Linked DNA regions of Mus musculus: regions 1, 2, 3 and 4 are each linked to region 5. A link is a contact called in public Hi-C and HiChIP or PLAC-seq data. All regions are on one chromosome and are shown on one strand. The core of a region is the stretch at or near the end of the contact, and the rest is flanking DNA. Distances in the headings are between cores, read along the strand shown. Region 1 overlaps 2610307P16Rik (RIKEN cDNA 2610307P16 gene). Region 2 has its middle 24 kb from the start of A330102I10Rik. Region 3 overlaps 2610307P16Rik (RIKEN cDNA 2610307P16 gene). Region 4 overlaps 2610307P16Rik (RIKEN cDNA 2610307P16 gene). Region 5 overlaps Cdkal1 (CDK5 regulatory subunit associated protein 1-like 1).

What was found. A called contact is a pair of places that touch in the nucleus more often than the background predicts. HiChIP or PLAC-seq counts read pairs in DNA pulled down with a chosen protein or histone mark.
Region 1: an H3K27ac HiChIP or PLAC-seq map of large pre-B cells shows a contact between it and region 5, with 6 times the contacts expected there. The contact joins two enhancer-like sites. A contact is called at or near these places in 3 of 115 datasets of contacts at active chromatin or transcription factors (bone marrow-derived macrophages, embryonic stem cells and large pre-B cells).
Region 2: a contact with region 5 is called in an H3K27ac HiChIP or PLAC-seq map of large pre-B cells, with 3 times the contacts expected there. The contact joins two enhancer-like sites. A contact is called at or near these places in 1 of 484 Hi-C or Micro-C datasets (bone marrow-derived macrophages), 2 of 115 datasets of contacts at active chromatin or transcription factors (embryonic basal ganglia and large pre-B cells) and 1 of 9 other capture datasets (embryonic stem cells).
Region 3: a contact with region 5 is called in a Hi-C map of the HPC-7 cell line, with 4 times the contacts expected there. The contact joins two enhancer-like sites. A contact is called at or near these places in 1 of 484 Hi-C or Micro-C datasets (the HPC-7 cell line) and 1 of 115 datasets of contacts at active chromatin or transcription factors (large pre-B cells).
Region 4: a contact with region 5 is called in an H3K27ac HiChIP or PLAC-seq map of large pre-B cells, with 2.6 times the contacts expected there. The contact joins two enhancer-like sites.

Annotation. Positions count from the first base shown.
Region 1 is chr13:28,796,701-28,799,419 of GRCm38.p6, forward strand. All of the region lies in intron 2 of 2610307P16Rik (RIKEN cDNA 2610307P16 gene), which reads right to left. Among named protein-coding and RNA genes, the nearest start is that of Mir6368, 87 kb to the left of the region's middle. Within about 2 kb of position 1,396, at least 6 of the 459 cell types and tissues checked have an H3K27ac peak or open chromatin away from gene starts, as enhancers often do.
Region 2 is chr13:28,991,107-28,993,806 of GRCm38.p6, forward strand. No RefSeq gene overlaps it. Among named protein-coding and RNA genes, the nearest start is that of A330102I10Rik, 24 kb to the right of the region's middle. Within about 2 kb of position 1,270, at least 38 of the 459 cell types and tissues checked have an H3K27ac peak or open chromatin away from gene starts, as enhancers often do.
Region 3 is chr13:28,837,903-28,840,602 of GRCm38.p6, forward strand. All of the region lies in intron 2 of 2610307P16Rik (RIKEN cDNA 2610307P16 gene), which reads right to left. Among named protein-coding and RNA genes, the nearest start is that of 2610307P16Rik, 46 kb to the right of the region's middle. Within about 2 kb of position 1,334, at least 45 of the 459 cell types and tissues checked have an H3K27ac peak or open chromatin away from gene starts, as enhancers often do. A contact at or near this core is called in the HPC-7 cell line, where this site is marked.
Region 4 is chr13:28,854,786-28,857,485 of GRCm38.p6, forward strand. The region is part of intron 2 of 2610307P16Rik (RIKEN cDNA 2610307P16 gene); the gene reads right to left. Among named protein-coding and RNA genes, the nearest start is that of 2610307P16Rik, 29 kb to the right of the region's middle. Within about 2 kb of position 1,341, at least 9 of the 459 cell types and tissues checked have an H3K27ac peak or open chromatin away from gene starts, as enhancers often do.
Region 5 is chr13:29,754,858-29,757,557 of GRCm38.p6, forward strand. All of the region lies in intron 5 of Cdkal1 (CDK5 regulatory subunit associated protein 1-like 1), which reads right to left. Among named protein-coding and RNA genes, the nearest start is that of Cdkal1, 99 kb to the right of the region's middle. Within about 2 kb of position 1,439, at least 95 of the 459 cell types and tissues checked have an H3K27ac peak or open chromatin away from gene starts, as enhancers often do. A contact at or near this core is called in the HPC-7 cell line, where this site is marked.

The DNA of each region.
Region 1 (2,719 bases), core at 146-2,645, 960 kb before region 5:
GGCTTTCTCTAACTCCTGAACACACTGCTCTCTTCCTAACTCCCCATCCCCCACCCCTCAGCTTTCACCTCTGTGCCACCATGCAAGGCAGTCTCTCCTGTATGACAGTTCCCTATTGTATTTTATCCTAAATGGACCCAGAATAAAGGAATGCTTGCGTTACAGAATACAACCTCACAAGCATTGGAGCTGCTCTGTATAGGACACTGAAAACAGAATGTTAAATACTGTGAGGTACGGTAGTACCTACCCATAATCCTGACACTTGGGAGGCTGCAGCAAGAAGATCCTGAGTTTGAGGCCAGTCTGAACTATATAGCAAAACAAAAAAGAGAGGGGGTGGAGGGAGGGAGGCCCTCTGCAAAGAAAAACTGTCTGAGGATAAATATTTTTAATGCTATAGAATTTACATAAAAATATACAAGTCACTTGGGGGCAGGGTCTCATGTAGCCCACGCTCACTTACAACTTTCTATGCAGCTTGGGATAAACTGGAACATATGGGTCTCCTGCCTCTGTGTTCCTGAGATGACAAGCAAGCCTCACCATGCTAGATTTGTATGGTGTAGAGATTAAACTCAGACGAACACTCTACCAACTGAGCCAAGGCTGCACCAAGGCAGCTCTGAGAACCCATTCTTTGGAACAGTAGCCAGGATACAGGGAGCTGAGCTTGACTACAGGATCCTTAATCCTCTCACTCTCTAGAATGTTCCTCTGGAGGAAAAAAAAATATTTCCCCAAACAACCTGGTGTCCTTGGGTTCATAATTTACTGATACATTTTGAGGATAATACATAAAATCTATTTTATGTGATATACCGACCTCTACAATCTGAGTCAAATAAAACTCTTAGGTTCTCTGTGCCTCTTCAGTGGTGAGGCATTATGGATTATGGCTCACATCCACTGAGGTCTTACACATACTTTACTATTAAAATACAGAGACTAGTGTGTACCACACTATCTACATACAGAGCAGAATGTGACCCCAGGAAGTCAGACCAAAACGTGCATGCTTTTGGTACCAGGAAAAGCATGTCAAACGGTGTCCAACTGCTACTGAAGTCACTGTGGGAAAAGCAAGAACCAGCCTGGCGACCTCACACAACCTCATCTTATAAACTGAGAATTCCTTCTATGCTGAGCTGTTGAAAGCCAGACTTAGGCTGGCTGATAAAACATTCTTATGAAATTTCAATTATTCAAAAAACCAAAAACCAAGTGAGCCTTGCTGAAGTTGTAAGAAAACTAAAGTGGGAAGGTGAACAGAAAGCTTGCCTATTTCTGAGACATCAAATAACCCAGGGTGCGAGCCTCCAGCCTGGGACTCTCCATGGAACTTTCAATGGGACAATAGGGTTATCATAGCCTGAGCTGTTATCACAGATGAGTTCCTCTAACATCTGGACAAACTGACAGATTCTTCATTCCTTGTCTCACTTCCTCTTCAAAGGCCAGTATCATGTTCAAATATTTGGGACTTTCTAAGATAGTTTTCCAATTATGTGGTATTTCAAAAGCCACCTTATTAGCAGAAGTGTCAGTCACTGAAATGTGGCTCAGCAGGGCTGGACCTCACCCCCATGTCCAAACCTATTTTGTCAGAAACACTTCATTCTAGATATCGGCTACACATCTGGCAATTCTAACTTAGAAAGGAATTCTCCGGTTGTCCTCGTGATAAAAAGAAATCACTATTAAAATATTTATAAGGTACTGGATTTCTGTTGTGTGTGTATGGGGGGGGATATTAAGCGCAATGAGAGGAGTGGGGAGAGGAGGAGCAAGAATGGAGAGAAGGGCAGGAGAAAATAACTAATTAGATCGCAGGTTTTAACAGTGGCCATGTGGGTAAGTGTGTTAAATGGTAAGGATCCAAGGGCATCGGTAACACAGACAAATCAGAAAACCCCTCAAGGAGTATTGCACATCGATGTAAAATGAGCGCCTGCCACCTGAAGTGACCATCCTAAATCAATGCTTGTGCTTTTACAAAGTGTCCATATAGTGAGCTGGCTCCCAGCAAACGCAGCAGGAATGGCAACCGAGCACATAAAATACTAGTCTCAGGAACATATTAGAAGGGCAGTTTTTGGGGGCTTAGGAGGTAAAGGTACTGTGCCACCAAGCCTGGTGACAAGTTCAATCCTAGGGACCCACAGGGTGAAGGAAAGAACAAACTCAGCCCCTCCCTTACAACCTTTCTCTCCCTCTCTCCCTCTGTCTCTCATAACACACATGCGAATAAATAAATGCAATATAAAACTTTAAACAACATATTCTAAGTTTCCATTATATATAAGTATATATAATGCATATGTAATATACATTCGTGTATATAACAACATATTACACACACACACACACACACACACACACACACTATAGGCCAACAGACAATGTGAGCTAAGATGGGAGTACAAATCTTATAAATGAGAAATAAAGATATTTAACAATACACATAGAGATATACAATTGCATAAAGGAACAGGAGCACAGATTTCAACCCTGAGAAGCAGTAGCAGAAAGTATATGCTTACCACAAAAATATAGAAGGACTCTCTCCTTCCTCGCTGTCTAGAAGGGTTTGCTCCCAACACCTTGGAAAACCAAGCCAACATCATCTAATGAAGCTCACATCCCTGCTTAGTAATCTGGTTGGGAAAAGATAGCAGAGAGTCAATTTACTCTGTGCTAAAAGAGGGGCCACAGTCCT
Region 2 (2,700 bases), core at 20-2,519, 760 kb before region 5:
TGCCTAGCAAAATCAATCTTTAAAATAAATAAATAAGTAAACAAATAAATACCTTCTACAGTAACCGCTGTCTCATTGAGCTTTAAACTTCTGGAAAGTTACTCCTTCGTGTAATTTTAGGAGCCCTGGAGTTTATATTGAGTTTCAAGAGAGAATAACTAATATAGAACAATTCTATGTGCTTTCATTTCCCTGTAGCCCAATGCGTACACTGTGTGTGCTTCTTTTTGCTGTAGCCGTCACTACAGTGATAGACAACATCTGTTTTCATGGTAGCTTTCGGTATTCCCAATTCAGAGAGAAATGTTATCATGTAAAATAGTGGACTCTCATACTTGAGAGATGGAAAACTTACCAGAAACCGAGAGAGAACTGATAGCAACAGGACAGGTTTCAATCTGAAGTTCCGGTGTGCTCTGAACTCTACAGAATCAGAGAGATTTTTAAGAAGAGCTTGTGCTTGTATGTACTGGTCACAGGAGTGTAGTGTGTTAGTAGGGGTGCTTGCAGGGGTGTGGGTAAGAGTGCACGGTTGCTCGATCTGCCAAGGTGGAGTCTTTGAGCAGCTTTAGAAAATGAAAGCATTCTCAAAAGGACCACACTGGAGTTTAGAAGATGGTAGACAGCTGCGCTGGTCAGAATGGAGAGTCCCAACAGTCAGGAGTCGCAGACTCAGGAAAGGACTCAGTGCAACCCGGCCAGCTCTGTCCCATCAACCATGCTGAAAGATACTTCTTTTACTTCAGGGTGGTTGCTGGGTCGGGGAAACCAGAGTGATACGAACAGAGGCCAGCTAGGAGCAGATGGGTCAGAAAGAACCAAAGGAAGACCTGTTCAGATCCTCACGACGAGAATCTACCCAGGGCAGAAAGAATCATACCCAGCACAGATTTCCCAGGCACTCTGATGGAGAAAAAAACAGAGTCTAACCACATATAGTTCAGGACCACTTGAAGGAGGAGGGACAGGAGGAGGGGAAGGAAGGGGAAATGTAGGAAGAGGGAGGAGGAGGAGGAAATGGGGGCATTTCTATTCACAACAAACAGCAAAAGCTGTCTACTTCACTTGAAGTGGGCAGATAAACCCATCCATTCATTGCAAGCTTCACACAGAAGTTTTTATTGTTTATAAATAATTACAGCTCCCTTTCATGTCCCCGCATTCTGGGTCTGAGGAGAAAAGAGAACTGGGCCTGTTAACCTTTACCAACAACTAAGAAGCATTTATGGCCAGCCAGGTGCATATCCTGTATCTAATCTCTGCTTGCGTCGCCTGCCTTACTGCAGCTGCAGCAGTTGGAGGGAGGTGGAGTCATTAAATACTAAGGAAATGTTTATGCTAGTACTGTCCCAAGCTAGAGCAGTAAGAACATTTTACTAACTGTTTGCTGTGTGGAAAGAGTCCCAGAAAATCCATGCATACCAGGATCCTGGCGTCAAGGGCACACTGAAGAGACCCACTCGAAGATCCAATGGGGAACTTGGGACCCTTATCAGTCTGTGTTTGTTTTAGCACTGTGACCATTGCAGAAGCTTTTAAGTGCCTTTTTGTGCATCCCCCCCCCCCCCCCCCAGCTCCCTGTGACTGTGAGCAGGAGACTCAGAGGCAAAGCACAATCATTTGAAAATTTCCCCATCTGAAAAAACAAAGAACAACATTTTTTTTTTTTTTAATCTGTGGCGAAGAAGATTGCGAAGGTGATCAATGAAATCCGGGGTCAGGCGCAGTGAGTGCGAGCCCAGTTCTGGGACTTACTGGACGCTTGAGTGGGACGAGGCCCCTGAGCTCCAGCGTCTTTATTGGTACTGTGGGAAGACTCTTCCAACATTGCTCCCAGTTTTCCTAACTATACTTACCGACTGCACACCATCTCCTGAGAGAAAGGGTCAGCGGTGCGTCTGCCCCCTGTACAGGACGTGAGGTATCCTTCATATGGTCTACTACACAAAGAGCAGCAAAGTGACTCCTGTCACATGTCACAGAGTTCATTCAGTCTTTGCTCTTTTCTGCTCAAGCTTTTCTTCCTTCAGCTCCTCCTCTTCCTCCCCCTCCTCCCCCTCCTCCCCCTCCTCCCCCTCCTCCCCCTCCTCCCCCTCCTCCCCCTCCTCCCCCTCCTCCCCCTCCTCCCCCTCCTCCCCCTCCTCCTCCTCCTCCTCCTCCTCCTCCTCCTCCCCCTCCTCCTCCCCGTAAAGATTTATTTATGTAATTAATATGCGTACAATGTACCTGTCTTCAGACACACCAGAAGAGGGCGTCAGATCTCATTACAGATGATTGTGAGCCACCATGTGGTTGCTGGGAATTGAACTCAAGACCTCTGGATGAGCAGTCAGTGCTCTTAACCGCTGAGCCATCTCTCCAGCCTGGCATATCACCTTTTAATGAAGATATTCATCCCTTTCTATTTTTTATTTTCCTTATTTCATTCAGTTGTCTCAATGTTCTAGCTAAGACTTCAAGAACTGTATTAAATAGGTTTGGAAGAGAATGGATAGCCTTGTCTTGTTCCTAATTTTAGTGTAATGCCTTAAGTTTCTCTCCATTTAGGCGGAGGTTGGCTGTAGGCTTGCTGTAAATTATGTCTTTATGATGTTGAGGGATATCCCTTGTATCCCTAGTTTCTCCAGGATGTTTATCATGAAGGGTGTTAGATTTTGACAAAGTCCTTTTCTCTATCTAATGAGATGATAATGGAGATTT
Region 3 (2,700 bases), core at 84-2,583, 920 kb before region 5:
ATTCAAAGATCAGGATCTCCAGTGTCTTTGGTTAGCCCTCTAATGTTAATACTGAGCTATCCCATACCCAAAGAGTTGTAGGAAGAGAGGAGACTTGATTAAACCAAAGAAACTGTGTCCCAGTTCTGTCACTGTTACCACCACCACAGCCACAGTCACCACCACCACCATCACCACCATCACCACCATCACCACCATCAGGCTGGCCTGGACCTCTTAGGATCAAGTCATCCCCCACAAAGCTGGGATTGCAGGTGCCCATGTCCATGCTATCAGCCAGCAGAAATCCCCAGAGAGAACCCAGGTCTGCTACTTGACATCAAGTGAGACAGACACCTTTGTGGTAAATTTCTGGTTCACTGAACCATTTCCATTTTCAGATACAACCTGTCTGACAGAGTTGAGCACACCCAAAAGTGCCCACCATTCTAATCTTTCAGACACGCCTGCTAAGACCTTGAGCTAAAATACCCGCCACTCTCTTGCCTTCTCGAATAATGCCCTTCAACTGAGGTTGCTCAGGAATGCACTTATAGGCTGAGCATGCACAGGACTATGCTTGCCTCAAAACTGCCTTCCTGTGTAAATATTCAGAGACTCCCCAATAAAATCCCCATGTTTCCTTTGTTGGAAAAGGACATTGCTTGGGGGTGAGGGTAGGGGTGGAATCCTGGCTTCTCCTTACCTAGTACAGGCAGTAAATCTTTCCTCACTCTTTTACATCTTGACTAAGCTTGTTTGGCTCTCCACCGTCTAAGATGCGAGCCACTGTGAGGCTGTGCTGCTGACAACCTTGCTGTCAGCCCAGTGGATGCTGATATTGGACTCCTCTGCTCCCAGAACTTGGAAGAAACACGTTTCTGTTGCTTTAAGCTTCCAAAGTAGGTGGTACTTTGCTAACTCAACGACAAGATACTACTAGAGGTACACATTACATCATTAACATAAAAAAATTAACAGACTCAAGACGTAAGTATTAGGAGACAAAAGATTGATAGAATAGTCCTGGAGAAAATAAGAGCCAAGAAAGGGAAGGTTTCAAGGGGAAAGAACCAACCAGGCAGCCCAGCCTCACACCGAACTCAGTTCGCGTTCTTCTTTCAAAGCTTAACCTTCACCTCAGAGTTTTCCTTTGCTGTGAAAAGAAGTGTAAAACTGCACCTAGCAGAAGGAAACAAATGCTCGTTTGTCTCAACTGCAAATGTAGAGACACACCTCCCCCAAAAAGAAAGCCGTTAAATGTCCAAAATGATGAATGGCTACAGTTCTTCCCCTAAGACAGCAGCCAGTGGGGAAGGAAAATGGAGAAGGTGAGCTTGCTGTGCACCCAGCTGCCAGTCATCATCCCAGAAGCACCACAAGCGACGCCAGCTCACTCGCTGCCAGTGCTGGATCAGATATAACCACACTCCAGCCACAGCTCTGCAGTGCTCACCAATCACTCCCAAACCACACTCCTCCTCATTACACCTCCCCTAACCAGTTAAGTGCCCTTACAAGAAACGCTCCAGCAATGGCTGATGCACTTCTTCAAACCTGAAAAGGCATTATTAAAAGGTAAGGGCCTCTCCCAACCAAAAAAAAAAAAAAAAAAAGGAATTTCCATTAGATATTAATATCAGCAGCGAAATGCTTTATGACGAATGGCTCTTAGGGAGATTGCTTCCCCTTGGACACCCTTGTGACCCAGATCTAGTCACTGTGTATAGAATGGCGCTCTCATATTTAGCTAAAGATTGATTTAGAAAGCCCTGGGTAGTTTGGGTTGATAGAGTTATTGTTGTTTTTGTTTAGAGTCGGGATCTTCCTCTATAGCCCAGGCTGATCTCAGACTTTCTAGTCTCCTGCCTCAGTCTACTGAGTGCTGGGATGACAGGTATCCATCATACCTTACAGTCACACCCGTCACTCGTGATTTCTCAACAGCAATGAGACACTGCATCTAAACTACCCTAATAGTCTTTGGAATATAGAACAAAGAAGCATTAGCTAGAGAGGAGACAGGAACCTAGGCTCTGGGAGATCCTTCTGCCCACATGGGCAGGTGACTTTGTCCAGAGTTCCAGGGTCTTAAAGGTGGTATAGGCTGGCGAGCTAATGTTGCCGAAATGTGGGCAGGTAGGGATCCTCCACCATCTAGACAGACTCATCTGGAAGGCAGCCCAGCTTCAGAGGACTTGAACTCCTGCGACTGTTTCCTGACAGATTTTTCCAACCATCACATTACCAAAATGAAAATGTAACAGCTTGCAGCCACTGCAATATACTTAAGATGTAATAATGGAAAATGAGATGTTATTGATTGGGGAGGGAGGAGAAGTAACCACAATGGTGTCATCAAGTCAGGGAAAGAAAGAAAATGAACAGATGAATTCTTCAAGACTGAGATATAGTTGCCACCCACTACAGATGGCAGAGTTCTGTGGAGCAGTCCCCAGACAAAACAAGATACACAGGAAATATGCGACGCAGTCCTCTGAAGAATACTCCATGGCCTTTGGATCTTAAGGGAATTCCACACTCTCGAGTGCTGCACAGCTTAAACTTCTGGGCTGGATCCATTCTGCTCGCAAGAATACACACAGACTCACAGCTACCTCCCAAATGTGTGCACGGGATTTCCTTTCCATTTCCAGTGTGCAATGGATACCAGCTTCAAATGATAAACTAAGCAGTAGTTTTAGGAGAGAGAGACTAACA
Region 4 (2,700 bases), core at 91-2,590, 900 kb before region 5:
CCACCACAGAGCAAAGGAAACAGCACTTTTTAAAGACAATCACTTCAGCCAGACCAGGTGATGCAGCCTGTCATTTCAGCTACTATAGAGGCTGAGGTAAAAAGATGCCAAATATACATGAGCTACAGAGACCAGCCTGAGCAAATGAATACTTCATCCATAATAAAAAATATAAAAAGAGAGCTGGGGGGGGGCTAATCCCCATGATAGAATACCTATTTAGCTTATGCGCAGCTCAGGGACTGGAAAAGAAGACAGTCATTTCAACTCAAGACAAGTTTGTTTGTTTGTTTAATGTTTTTATTTCTTTGTTTTTGTTTTGCAGAGGGGTTGGTTTGGCTGGTTTGCTTTTTGCTTTTTTTTTTTTTTTTTTTTTTTGAGATAGGGTTTCCCCACATAGCCCTGGCTGTCCTGAAACTGACTATGTAGACCAGGATAACCTTGAACTGACTATAGCTTAAATGATAGAGTTATGTGCCTCAATGCTTGATGAAGCTACCACTGACAAGCCTCAGACCATGAATTTATACTCACAATTAAGGAACTGAGACAAAGGGAAGGCAACGACAGATTCACAGTTACCTCAGGTTCTTGGTCTTGGATCCAACCAACCGGGAGTTAAAAATAGTTCAGAAAAACATGGGGCTATGAAACGTGTACTGACTCTTTTCTTACCATCCATCTCTAAATGCTACAGTGATGCTATTGCTTAGCTAATAGTTTTATACTGTGTTGTACATGGTAAGTTATAGAGAAATGATTGAAAGCATAGGAGATAATTTTCTGGGGCAGAGATTCTTAACCTGTGGGTTGTGACCCCTTTGGAGACCACATATAAGATATCCTACACCACAGCTACTTACATTATGATTCATAAGAGTAGCAGAATTACAGTTATGAGAGAGAAACAAATTAATTTCATGGTTACCACAACATGAGGAACTGTATTAAAGGGTCACAGCATTAGAAAAGTTAAGAACCAGGGGCTGGAGGGATGGCTCAACAGTTAAGAGCACTGACTGCTGCTCTTCCAGAGGTCCTGAGTTCAATTCCCAGCAACCACATGATGGCTCACAACCATCTATATATAACAGGATCCAACTCCCTCTTCTAGTGTCTCTGAAGAGAGTAAAAGGGTACTCACATACATAAAATAAATAAGTCTTTAGAAAAAGAAAAGAAATGTTAAGAACCACTGGTCTAGGGTCTGTGCAAACATTATACCATTTCACTCAAGGGCCCTGAGAATTCATGGGGTTCGGTATCTCTGGTCAGTGCTTTCATGAGGCTACAGAGACCATTTACCACACACTGGTTCATTGAGAGATTCAGAATAAATACAACTGCTGAGTCTCCATCCATCACCTGAAGCAGCAGCATAAGCTATTGTGTAGAACCGGTCAATCCATCAACCTGAGTATTCGTCTTGCATAAATGTAACTACAAAACCAGGAATAAATTGAGTAAAACAGTTCTCCAATCTGTTTTTCTAGGGCACTTAAGTTATGCGTTGGTTATTTTCCTGGTGCTGTGACCAATTACCTGACAAGAGGCAACACAAGCAGCTGGTGAGAGGAGGGGGAAATGGGATCCCCAGAGTAAGCTAGCTAGCTCTGCTAGCCAATAATGAGCTACGGGTTCCAGTGTGAGACACTGCCTCCATACATAAGGTAGAGAAGAATAGATCCCTCATCTCCACATGCATCACATACATGGATGTACACCTGCACACAAACAGCAGTTTAAAGGAAAAAGAATTCATCCTGGTTCAGGGTTTAAGGGAACACAATTTATCATTTCAGGAAGGCGGAGGGTAGAGCAACAGGTGGCTCCATGGCCACCAGCAACTTGCTCACACATCTGTAGATCAGGAAACAGGAAGCCCTAGTAGGAAGCAAGGCTGGGTTACAATCCACTTCCTCCATCCAGATACCACCTCCAAAGAGTTCCACAACATCTAGAAACAGCACAGCCAGACGGGACCCAAGAATGGATATGTTTTATTCATACTCGTATCCCTACTTTTTAATCTCAGTCTCTAGCAAAAACTAGCAACTCAATGATCAAGGAATAAATGAACGTGTGGTGTGTGGGGTTGAAAAGCCTTTAACATTATGTAAGCCATGTCGAAAACAGATGTTTGACCACAGATGAATGGCTCAGCCTTGGACACTTCTCAGTGACATGAGGAAAACCTTCACAGGCACGTTACTGTCTTAAACAGTCATCTATGATGTTACTTTAAAGCAAACGTGCCAGACAGGGTCACACACACCTGTAATCTCATCACATAAGCACCTGGGGAGTATTGACAGGAAGATGGCTTAAAGTTTAAAGCCAGTCTTAGGTAGAGTGGAAGGAAACCTGTCTCAGTAAAACAAGCAACCAAGCATAGATACTCAAATTCATCTGTCTACGTGAAAACACAATGAGATTCCACTACTTATCCAAGAGAGTGACTAAAACGTAAAAATTAACGCTATCAAGTATGAGCAAAGCTGTGGTAACACATGGAACTGCCACAGAGACTGGGGGAAGTGTAAATTGGTACAGGCACTTTTGGAAAACTATTTGGCAGCATCTACTAAAGTTTAATATATGCTCTCTGTCCCAGCAACTCCATCTCATAATAGGAACGCACACATATGTTCAGTAAGAGACATTCCACAACGATGTTGGAGAGTGCATCAAATCATCACA
Region 5 (2,700 bases), core at 189-2,688:
TACACCAGGGGGCTAAGCTCTCCAGCACTGCCCTAGCTTGCTCACTCAGAGCCCACATCAAGGTCAGCTCTACTGTGCTGCCCAGAGAAAGAGAAGGTCCTGCTCTTAAGTGAGGGGCAGGGATAGCTTTCCTGCTCTCATGGTCTGGAGCTAGCTCTCCCATTCATGACCTGAGGCTAGCTCTCCCAGATACTGTGGTGGAGGGAGGAAGGTATCTCCCCCTCACTCAAGCTACCACAGAGCAGACAAGTGGCAAGCCCAGCTCTCCAGTGACAGTGGGGGAGTTAGTCCTTAAAATGGTCCAATTTGATGCAATGCTCACCTTCAAGAATCTACCTACATTAAAAAAAATGTATTAACAATAAACAAAGCTAAAGATGTTCATTTATTTAACTACTGTTTGCAGTAGTAAATTAAGAACTCAAAAAATCTAAGCACTCAAAGAAAAAGTTATAACTAAAGGTGTATTCATAAAATTAGATATATAGTTATTTAAATAGATACTTAATATGATTATGTATAAAAGTTTTATCTATATAGAAGAGAAGCCAATATAGAAAAGATTAGCTGAGCATTTGTCAATGTTACCCACAGAAACCAGCACATATGACGTAACTTTTAAATCATTTCTTTCAAATGTTCTGTTTTAAAATTTTTGTACTTGAGGAGAAAAATAGTTTTCAAAGTCCAAGGATTTACCACTACTGTGATTTCTGAAAATTATTTTTGACACAAAAACTAGCTTCATAAAATAAAAGCTATTTTCAATAGAGAATTCTTTCTCATATGATTCTTAATGATTCTGAAATTTTCACAAAAAAATCTGTATCAAGACATAAACATTAACAAAGCCTACCAGTGGCACCCTCGGTGCACTGAGCACCTAGGAATCACAGAGTAAATATGAACTCCACACAGTTGTCCTCGGCAATCTTGTTACACCTAAAAGTACTATAGGAACTTACCATTCAGAAATAAGAATTCAAGAAGTTTGTAAACTGGTCTTTCACCCTACTACCAAGTGGAAAATCTAAATAAATGAAATGATCAACAATTCTCAGATATATAAGTGAAGTAAGGCCATGGAATACACTACTGCCCTAATATCGGGCAGAAGAGAATTAGAATTTGCCAAAGCAGAAACCACAGAAAGCAATGCTACAAAGACCCTAACTCTAACTGATGGCTTTCTGGAGGCACTGTGTGGATAATTTTGAAGTTAAAACTCCATGTCACACAATGACTCTGTCAGGTGTTAGTTTTACTTCCAGTATCATAGTGGCTTTCACAGTGGGTACAGAAGCCCCCAAGCTTCTGTTGGGACCAAAGAAAAAGAAGCCACTTGTAAACAAACCACAACACTCAGTTCCTCTAGATAAGGAATGTCCCAAAGAGAAAGTAACTAACCACGGTCTAAGCTGCTGGGTTGTGACGGGAACCTATCTGATCTAGAGTAGGAAATACCCAAGATCAGCCCTCCACAGCCTTTCTGCTCTACCCAGGGAGAGGGGACAAGGAAAGTCCTGAGGAGGTCACAGTCCAGAGGCACAAGCCACCAAGACACGGAGACCTATTCACAGAGAACTACAGAGTACTCCTAGTGCCCTGCCCCTGCTACTATAGTACTAAAGGCTGATTTACACGGCGGTTCCTTTATCCAAGTAGGCCATGCCTGGATATCAAGAAAACATCACAAAGTATGATTAAAAGCAAAAGGCACAATCTGAAAAGAAAGCAAACATTAAAAACAGACCCAGATATGGCGGGTATGTTAGGCTAATCAGACCTGGAATTTAAAACAACAATGATTAATATGCTAATGCCTTTAATGGATAAAACAGACTACGTGTAAGAACAAAAAGAAATACTAGACAGTAAGCCACTGTGGCAGACAAGGTATGCTTCTCCTGGATTCAGTAGCAGACTGGGCATAGCTGCTTGAATGCATTCTGACCTTGAGGGTATCTCAACAGAAAACAAAAAATTAAAAGAAATAGAAAACTAGAAAATACAGACATTAGAACATGAAAAGTTATAAAATAAAAAAATACTGCATACCATCCATGTAATGAGAAAACTAGAGGAGCTATTGAAGACGAAAGCTCAGTAGAAATAGACAAAAGACTGACCACTGAGAAACCCCAGCACAGTGTCAGGCACCAACCAAACACAAGGAGCTCAGACGACACTGAGCAGCACAACTGCAGAGGAGCTGTTCAAACTTTAGAAAAGTATAGCAAAAGACGTCACAGAAAGCCCTGACCAGGGAACATGCCTAGAGAGGGGAACAAAGACACCATTACATCTGATTTCCCTACAGAGGCCACAGAAGCAAGAAAAAAAACGTGAGTGAAGTGCTTCACTGGGGCATAAAGCTCTGAACTCCCAGAAATGCAAGATGATTGTCCAAGAAACACTGAGGATTCCACTGCCATTAGAGCGCCTTCCTGAGAAACACGAGAGGTTCTCCACGGAGAAGAAAAGGAGAGAGGCCAGAGACTCAGACCTGCATGAAAAAGAAAACATTCAACAAAGGAACAGTGAAGGTAAAATGGAAAATTGTAATTTTCTTGTACTTGACTGAGCTAAGAGCTAAGTTTAAAGTTGTACTTTTTTAAAAAAGAAATCAGTAGTAAAACAAATAAACCAAAGCTCCAATCTACTAATTTATTCATGGGTACATGTGCTCATTTATTTTGA